2 separate regions of the Mus musculus genome follow, and region 2 is linked to region 1. Evidence: chromatin contacts called from public HiChIP or PLAC-seq data. All regions are on one chromosome and are shown on one strand. The core of a region is the stretch at or near the end of the contact, and the rest is flanking DNA. Distances in the headings are between cores, read along the strand shown.

Region 1 (4,527 bases), core at 1,743-4,242:
ATAGTAAATCATGGTAGATCATAATTTTTAACAAGTTTAGGGAGACTGGAACCATGCAGTGTCTTCTGTAACCATAAATTGAAGCTAGAAATTAAATATGTGTAAACTAAGCACACACTGAGGCAGCTTTCTGGCCTATAGTAAAATGCCCGAGACAACCTGCCGGAGGCTTGCTTTGCTCAGCCTCAGCAGTTTCTGCCCACGTTCCCTGGGCCCAGTGCCTTAGGCCTGAGGAGCAGTCTGTCATCGTGAAAGCACACAGCAGAGGACATTGGGCTTTAAAGAAGCCAGGAAGCAAAGGGAAGAAAAGGGCTCAGTTCCCAATATTTCCTTCAAGGCCACACCCCTCAATGGCCTAATGTCTTTCCACCAGGGCCCATCTTCTAAAAGTTTTACCACTGCCCAGTAATGCAGACACAGGGATCAAGCAAGCCTTCAATGTAAGCTTGTTGGGGACACCAAGGACCAAAACCTCAAACTACCAATTTTCAAAAAATTTTACAAAATTACTCAAGCACCAGCACCTACAGGAGAGAATAGGACACTCACGGGCGGGATACTCACACGGTGACACAACGAAGATCAGATGAGCTCAAACCAGCCCAACCTTTCCTAAGAGCAAGGAGACCCCTGAAGCTAGCAGGAATGTAAATGGTAAATTTGAGAGCATATATAAGTGAATTAATAGATCAAAGAAACAAAGTTTGCTCTGTGGACTATCAACAAACCTTTAGGTGCAGTGGCAAAAAAAAAAAAAAAAAAAGGAGGACTGAAGTACATGAAACCAGGAATCACAGAGTGGCCATTTCAGCTGGTTTCACAGCAATAAAAAGGACTGTATGACAAAAAGCCCTCAGCTCACACACACAGGTGGTGAGGACTGAAAGCTTCAGTGTTGGTCAGCATTGAGGCAAAGGCAGCAGCTTCTATCACTTCTGCTGAATGTAGCACTAGAAGACATCACCCAAGCAACTGGGACAGAACAAATGACATCCACAATGGAGAGGAAGACAACTCCTCATAGAGGACAAGACTGCAGCTGTGGAAATCCCTAAGGATTTCTAAGAAAATCATGATGACCAAGAAATGGATTCAGCAAACCTGTAGGCTACAAAAGCAACAGACAAAAGGGTTCCTTTCACAGACTAATATTGGGCAGCTCAAAACAAATCAAATATTTATATATTAGAATAATTGGAAGTGTATCATTGGCAATAAACACTGGCGCACACACACGCGCATGCGCACACACACACAGGCTGCGGGGTTTCCTCGTACCATTTTTCAAGAGACTATCTTTTCCTGATTGCTTGACACCTGTATATGTGAGGGTTTATGAGAGGTCCATGCCATTTACCTATATTTAATTTTCTCTTGTCTTCTTGTGTTTATTTTTCTATGTTTTTAGTGTTGTTCCTATGTTTGAATGTTTTGTCTCCATGGAGTCTGTGCACTGCAGACATGCTGGGTGCCAAAAGGTCAGAAGAAGGTGTCAGTCCCCCTGGAACTTGAGTTATAGCTGGCTAGAAGCTGCTGGAAACTGAACTTGAGTCCTCTGCAAAAATAGTATATACTCCAGATACATGCGTGTGCATGTGTGTGTGTGTGTGTGCGCGCGCACGCTGAATGGAATAAACACTTTGATTAAAAAGGCTGAAGGTATAAAACTCTTAATGACACTGGATTTAGATGACACCAAAAGAAAATAAATTGGACTTTATCCCACAAAGGCCACAGGGGACACAATAAACAGTGAAAAGGCAGGCAGTCTGCTGACTGTGAGAAAATATTTACAAGCCACATAGGCACAGGCTTAATGTCCTGAATATACAATAAAATGTAAAAATTAACAAAGGACTTGACCAGATGCTTCTTTAAAGATGAACAAATAGTTACTAAATACAAGATGCTGAACACATTACTTATAATTAAGGATGTGGGAATTAAAACCTCAATGAAGCAATCAAAACCCACTAGGATGACTGGTATCAATAAAAATCAAAATGACTCATGTTGATGATATGGGGACACTTGGCCATTTCTACAAGTGGAAATGTGAAATGGCACAGATGCTACTGAAACCAAATGATCCTCACCTCTGATCAGGTCTAGGCACTCCAGATAGCACCCAAGAGCACACAACCCAAGTGCCCACCGAGAGAAGAAAAACAAAGAGCAGGTCCGAGTTTTATTGAGCCTTCCAAAGAAGTTAAAGTTGAAAAGATGGAACAACCCCGAGAACACTGTTTTAAACAAAACAAACAAACAAACAAACAAAGCTAATCAAAAAGAAAACTATGTGATTTTACTCAGCAATGAGGCACGTACAGACGTCAGATTCACAGGATCAGAAACTGAATAGTGGCTGCAGGGGCCTGGGAGCCTGGGGCTACTGCGTTCCCACTTTTCCATAATGAGAAGCACAAAGGCAGACTGCAAAACCATAATAAAGATTTTACACTTAAAAATGTGTAAAAAGAGTGTAAATTCTATGTATAGTTAACCATAATAAAAAATAATGCAATAATGAGGAGGGTATGATAGCTGCTGAAAGTTTTGTAGGTTATCTGTGAAATTCTGTGTTATCTGAATACAGATAATGGTAAGTTAAAGATTCGTAACAAATACTGACATGCACAAAAAAAAGTGCAAATGAGCCAGGAAGGAATTCTGTGGTAACAGACAGGCCGTCCATATAAGAAATAATATTAAGAGAGCTGAGTCATAAAAGCCAACCTCAGCTCTGTAATCTACAAGTCATAGAGCAGTGAACAGGGAAAGGACAGGAGACATGGCAGAGGTGACATCAGCTGAGCAGAGTTCAAGCTGCTGGAACATCAAGGCTTCACAGAGCACAGGCTACATCTGGGAAGAAAACAGTTATTTTCAAAGTGGCCAATTCACCAAGAAGACACCAATGTTCTCTCTAGTGGCAGCCCTGACAAACAGGATGTAGATGCAGATAAGGCTGAAGAGGAAGCTAACATAGCCACAGTTTCCTTTATATTCCTCCTTTACTCACGGATGTAAATACACAGAAAGTTGTGATGGTGCCACACACAGCAACTGTCACGCAACTTTACGTGGCTGACATCGGAGGACTACTCCATCCAGCAAAGGCAGAAAGCACATGAAACTAACATTTACCAACTTAAGCCATATTATGGATCATAAAACAAGCCTGCACAAATCTATAAAGACCATGTGCTCTATCCATGATGAGATTAACCTGAAATCTCCGAGAAAGGTATCTGGAGGGGGAGGGAGATCCCCTCAGATGTGGAAACAGAGTGGCAAACTTCTTTGTTTTTTTTTTTTTTTTTGACTTTCAGATATTCGTCTTTCATTTTTTTCTTTTTTTTTTCCATTTTTTATTAGGTATTTAGCTCATTTACATTTCCAATGCTATACCAAAAGTCCCCCATACCCACCCACCCCCACTCCCCTACACACCCACTCCCCCTTTTTGGCCCTGTCGTTCCCCTGTACTGGGGCATACAAAGTTTACGTGTCCAATGGGCCTCTCTTTCCAGTGATGGCCGATTAGGCCATCTTTTGATACATATGCAGCTAGAGTCAAGAGCTCCGGGGTACTGGTTAGTTCATAATGTTGTTCCACCTATAGGGTTGCAGATCCCTTTAGCTCCTTGGGTTCTGAGTGGCAAACTTCTAAGTAATGTTTGTGTTCAAGGAGAAAACAGAAGGAAAATCAGTGTTTTAAATAGCATAATGAAAAATTTTAAAATAATCCAATTTGTGGGAAGTAGCCAACAGAATACACGCAATAAAGTTTCCAGGTAAGTTCTTCCAGTAGACAGAAGGAAAAGCTTCAGTGCAGTTTCCATGTCCATGTGGAAAAATTAACAAAAGAAAAAAATTGAAAAAAGAAGTTGGCCAGGCAATGGTGGCACACGTCTTTAGTCCCAGCACTTGGGAGGCAGAGGCAGGCAGATTTCTGAGTTCGAGGCCAGCCTGGTCTACAGAGTGAGTTCCTGGACAGCAGGGCTACACAGAGAAACCCTGTCTCAAAAAGAAAAAAGAAATTGAACCCAACATAGAGAATGAAGGAAAAAAAGGCAGATTGGGTATCGCTTATATACTTTAAATAACTACAGAAAATGGAGCTGGAGAGATGGCTCAAAGGTTGAGATCTCTTGCACAGGATCTGGGTTCAGTACGCAGAATTCATATGTGGGCTCACAACCACCTGCAGTCTAGGTGCAAGATATCTGACACCCTTTCCTGACCTCCGTGGACACCTGTACACACATGGTATTTACATATACTCAAGCATACATAAAATAAGTAATTTTTCTTACAGATCTAGCCATCTGATACCTGAAAGGGCAGAAATATCTAGAATCTATAAATAATGCAAAAAACTTACAGTCTGAAAATCTCAAATCGCATTATTATGAAAACTACACAGGGATCCCATCTCACCCAGTCAGAACTGACACCATCAAGACCAGTGCTGGTGAGGACGCGGGGAAGAGCGGCTTATTCACTAGCTGGTGGGAATGGAAA
Region 2 (4,947 bases), core at 2,435-4,934, 130 kb after region 1:
AACTAGGTAATGCTTGAGGCTCACCCTAAACTTGAAACTATTTTCATAGCTTTGCTTTAAGTACATCTTTTTAAAAGTGAAAAGTCAGAGAATTAGTAAGTTGAGAACACTGTCTTAGAATAAGGTTATTTAGGCAGAGGCAAGTTGATCTCTGATTCAAGGCTCGCCAGGGCCACTTAGTAAAATCCTATCTAAGAAACACACACAGTTCTTAAGTGTATACAGTCAAGTTTCTTCTCTACTTCTATGAAAATGGACCACCATTATCCTTTACCTTATGAATTCAGCCAGATGTGGTTTTTAACAACTAGTGCATCTTAAAATGGTTATTCTTCGCATTTAAATTTTCACAAAGTATATTAAATAATATGATGTTTATCATGCTTGCCACATGATACTCTTGCCTTGAAAATCTAGTATAAGAGTCTTCATAAATCAACTGTCATTGTTTTGGAAGCCAACATATGGCAGTGAATGACACAAATATCTAAAACCAGAAAACTGTGATGAACTCAGACTGGAGTCAAATGCCATTAGTACACACTTGGGTCATTTTGTTTCCATTTTTTTCATAGAGTTAATATGACCAATTTTTAGTGTTAGTCTGTAGTTTTTCCTTTTGTGTGCTAAACACCAGTTGTAAATAAAGAAATAACAGAGCATTTACAAGTTTTTATTTTTTAAAGTAAGAAAAAAAGTTTTACTTTTTTTTCAAAAGATATTCTTTGACATCTTATAAGTTTCCTTTTTAGTGCTTTGTCTTAATTTGAAATATGTTTTGAAATGTTCCTATATTCTGAAGTTTCTCTATTTTTCTCATATCTGGAAAATTTTAAAAATTATGTAGAACCCCAAGTTTAACAATCAATATGGGATTTACCTTTTTTTAAAGAATTATTTATTTATTTTCTGTATTTGAGTACACTGTAGCTGTCTTCAGACACACCAGAAGAGGGCACCAAATCTCATTACACATGGTTGCAAACCACCATGTGGTTGCTAGGAATTGAACTCAGGACCTGTGGAAGAGTAGACAGTGTTCTTAACCGCTGAACCATCTCTCTAACTTCTGAGATATATCTTCTCTTAATGATCAAATATTGTGATTTTAGCTATAGTTCTCATTTTTTTGTCCACAATATTATGTATGATTTATTATTACAGTATAACCTCACTAGGTTCAGGATGATAGACACTTTGGGGGTTGAATGGGAACTATAGTATTTAATAAAAATAATATAAGGAACCAAATTTAATAAATTTAAGAAGGGAGAGGTTGGAAACAGGAAAGCCAGTTAGTTCGGTAAGCATTGTCTTAAGTCAGTGGGAGCAAAAAAAATTGTAGTGTTCATCAGTATTGTGATGTATTCAAGTGTTTGTGTAATGTAGAATACAGAGTATAGCCAGACCATTCTCTTGTAAAATTTGTGAAACATGGCAAAACCCAAAACATATATGCTGAGTAAATGAACTTTTTTTGTTGGTGGTAGTGAAAGAAAAAGCTAAAGAACATAAACTATTGTGAGAGTGAAAGTAAAGGTACTGAAGACTGTGGGACACAATGTTTGTGCTCTAACTGGAGGATTAATGTGGAATGCACTGTGAAGAGTTCAGTTAAGCAGACTCCAAAACCACATGTTGTGGAAACTAAGAAAAGGCAGAAATCATAAATAAGACTACTTTGTTTTTGTTTTGTTGTTTTTCTTTAAGAGATATAGCTCATTAAGCATTAGAACAATCCTTTGGAAAATACTCTTAGATGATGAGATTTTTGAAATGTACATAGGACCTATATGCAAACAATTGATAGATTAAGTCACCTTCTGAATTAAATCTAAGATTAAATTTTCGGGTAAATTTTGAAAATAAGGACAGACTTCTATAATCTAAAAAGATTGCTCAATTGGTAAGAGTGCTTGGTGCACAGAAATAACTGCATTTGGGACTCCAGCACACACACACATAAGCAGCCAGGGCATGGACCAGCACCTCTTACCCCTGTGTTGCTGAGGAAGCTATGAAGAGGTGGGATTATCTCTGAGGCTTGCTGATCATCCACATAGCCATTTAACTGCCAACTCCAGGTTAAGTGAGAGACCATTTCTCAAGAAAATGAAGCAGAAGGCGATGAAGGAGAACCAGCATCCTCTTCTGACCTCTACATACATGTATACAATTGTATATAACAAAATGAATAGACAGTTCAAAATTGTGAGATTAATTCTGCTATTAAAATTAAATCTACATATAAACTGTGCTTTATAAAGAATTAATTCTGGCCAGGCAGTAGTGGCGCACACCTTTAATCCCAGCACTCAGGAGGCAGAGGCAGGCGGATTTCTGAGTTCGAGGCCAGCCTGGTCTACAGAGTGAGTTCCAGGATAGCCAGGGCTACACAGAGAAACCCTGTCTCAGAAAAAGAAGAAAAAAAAAAAGAAGAAGAAGAAATTCTGGGCCAGACATGGTAGTGCATGCCTGTAATCCCAGCTCTCAGGAAGCTGGGGTAGGTGAATCTCTCTGAATTGGAGACCAGCCTCATTTACATAGAGAGTTTCAGGACAGCCACAGCTGCAATAATAGAGTGACTCTGTCTTAAAAAGATGTCCTACACCATCACTACTACCTAAAACAATTCTGTTATAAATAACCAGTAACCAGTTCACTTGACATTACTAAGAAGTTTTGCTTGAAATAAGTTACCATAAATGTCTTTTTTTTTTTAAGATTTATTTATTTATTATATGTAAGTACACTGTAGCTGTCTTCAGACCCTCCAGAAGAGGACATCAGATTGCATTACGGATGGTTGTGAGCCACCATGTGTTTGACTAGGATTTGAACTTGGGACCTTCAGAAGAGCAGTCGGCGCTCTTAACCACTGAGCCATCTCGCCAGCCCCATGAATGTCTTTATTGTAAAAAGAGGTTATGAAATGGATGAAACCCATATAAAAGAAGGCAGGAATGACGTTTATTCAGCAATAATAGTAGAGAATTTTATAACTAGGTTTATCTAAATAGAAGCCCTTTTGAAATTCAAACTATAATTTCACCTGCATAGTTCAAAGGGGTTTGTTGGTTTTATTTCAGATCTTTTAGCCTGCATTAGCATTAGTCACATTCTAGGTATTTGAAAATTAGAAAAAGATTAGTAGTATTTAGGGGAAATAATAAATTTAGTTGGGAGGAAATATTTTTAATGATCTTTCTTTTTAACCCTTTGTAACCAGCAAGAAGTTGAGAAGTTTACAGACCTAGAGAAACTCTACCTCTACCTTCAACTGCCTTCTGGTCTTAGCAGTGCAGAGAAAAGGTAGACCTATCCTTGTCTTTGTAATGCTGCCTTGTTTGTAGGACTGTACCAAGCTGTGTACATTAGGATTGATTGTTATTTTAGTATTCCTAAGCTTGTCTGAACACAGATTGGAAAAACAACAGATCATGTGTCTTTCATAATACTTAGTTAATATTCACCATCAATTTTGAATAATTCATTTGTGTAACTGGCTAAATACAATGAAATGTAAGTTGGATTTGGTTACACAGAACAGTGGGAGTATTTATGCCATATAAAAATGTGGAAAAAAAAAGAAAAGAAAAGAAAACCAAAGGATAGCCAGGTAAGTGTTCTGAAGAACCAAGTGTGGGGCTGTTTTTATGCAGTGATGAATAAGCACATCACAGGAGGTCAGAGAAAAGAGGAAGTGCAGTGTTGGCCACATTACTGTAGGTGTGCCTCACTTTCAGTACTTTGGGTATTGATTTAGCTTCATTAAAAGTGCTTAAGTGGAGAGAATGTGGAGAAAACAGTTCTTCAGTTTCTATTCTTTAGATTTTCATTACCTTTGCATATTTCTGAGGATTCATTTCACTCATATGTTATCTTCAATATTATATTCATTTCAAATTGTACATGAGAAATAATGAAACACATATTATGTTGCTTTTACCTGTTCTTACCTCGTATCAACCATATTTTAATTATATCCTGTTCTAAACATGTGCTCAGTATTTTGGAATCAGGTACTTCTACTCGGAGGTTGAGATTAGGGTCATAGTCAGTAGACTAGCTTACTGTATACGGTCTATAATGCCCATTTCATGAGATCGGCTTATAAAAGTACTGCCAGATAATAAAATTAATGCTGATTAATGGACATGGTAGTCTATGCAAAGATCCTAGATGTGAGAAGGGTTACGGTGGGAGGATGATTTTCTTAAGATCTCTCCTGTCCATTCTAGGGATGGAGGGTTTTAGTATGATTTCAGGGTAGGTACTTCTACAGGGATATTCTTTGAGTGTGCAGAGTAAATCGAATATAAAGAATTTACCACAATGTTTGTTCTAAACATTTAACAATTTAGAAATTAAAAAAATATATAAATAGGCAAGTAAGTTAGGAAATATTCATACAAAAGTCATTTTGATCTAAACAAAAACCTTATTTTGTAATATCTTCACTACCTAACATGCTTTAGAATCCAAGCCAGCAGTTTAGCCAAACAGGCCAGTATTTTCAGTCTGAAACAGATAGTAAAAACTGGCTCACAGTCACAAATACACAATTTCTATATAGATTACTGCGTATCTACTGTATGTCCTAAGTTCAGTTTGATCCGCTAATATGTTTTTAACATAACACTTAGGCCTTGCTTAAAAAGGTATTAATAGAATTGCTGTCTGGTTCAGCTAAAATTTGTCTGTTTTTATCACTAGTGATCAGAATGCCATGTCATCTAGTCGGGCACAGCAAATGCATGCCTTTTCCTGGATTCGAAATACCTTAGAGGAGCATCCTGAGACGTCACTCCCCAAACAGGAAGTCTATGATGAATACAAGTAAGTGTACCATGTGATAGACTAAAGCAGATAAGTACTGTGTTAGAACAGTGATTTATTTTGTCTCTGCTTATGATCTGGCTGTTACTTGGGTGATGTGTTTAGAAA

The links. HiChIP or PLAC-seq counts read pairs in DNA pulled down with a chosen protein or histone mark.
Region 2: a contact with region 1 is called in an H3K27ac HiChIP or PLAC-seq map of the HPC-7 cell line, with 6 times the contacts expected there. The contact joins two enhancer-like sites. A contact is called at or near these places in 1 of 39 promoter capture datasets (the 3T3-L1 cell line), 5 of 15 datasets of contacts at CTCF or cohesin (CD8 T cells, the NIH/3T3 cell line, large pre-B cells and 2 more), 114 of 484 Hi-C or Micro-C datasets (8-cell embryo, the AML12 cell line, the AtT-20 cell line and 71 more), 10 of 115 datasets of contacts at active chromatin or transcription factors (CD8 T cells, DN3 thymocytes, the HPC-7 cell line and 7 more) and 4 of 9 other capture datasets (adipose tissue, embryonic stem cells, liver and 1 more).

Annotation. Positions count from the first base shown.
Region 1 is chr9:72,463,024-72,467,550 of GRCm38.p6, forward strand. All of the region lies in intron 10 of Tex9 (testis expressed gene 9), which reads right to left. Among named protein-coding and RNA genes, the nearest start is that of Gm33004, 24 kb to the right of the region's middle. Within about 2 kb of position 2,993, at least 95 of the 459 cell types and tissues checked have an H3K27ac peak or open chromatin away from gene starts, as enhancers often do. A contact at or near this core is called in the HPC-7 cell line, centrocytes and transitional/marginal zone B cells, where this site is marked.
Region 2 is chr9:72,588,522-72,593,468 of GRCm38.p6, forward strand. Rfx7 (regulatory factor X, 7) reads left to right here. Exons shown (of 9, transcript NM_001033536.1): 3 at 3,230-3,312; 4 at 4,717-4,839. Among named protein-coding and RNA genes, the nearest start is that of Gm23057, 42 kb to the right of the region's middle. Within about 2 kb of position 3,685, at least 5 of the 459 cell types and tissues checked have an H3K27ac peak or open chromatin away from gene starts, as enhancers often do. A contact at or near this core is called in the HPC-7 cell line, centrocytes and transitional/marginal zone B cells, where this site is marked.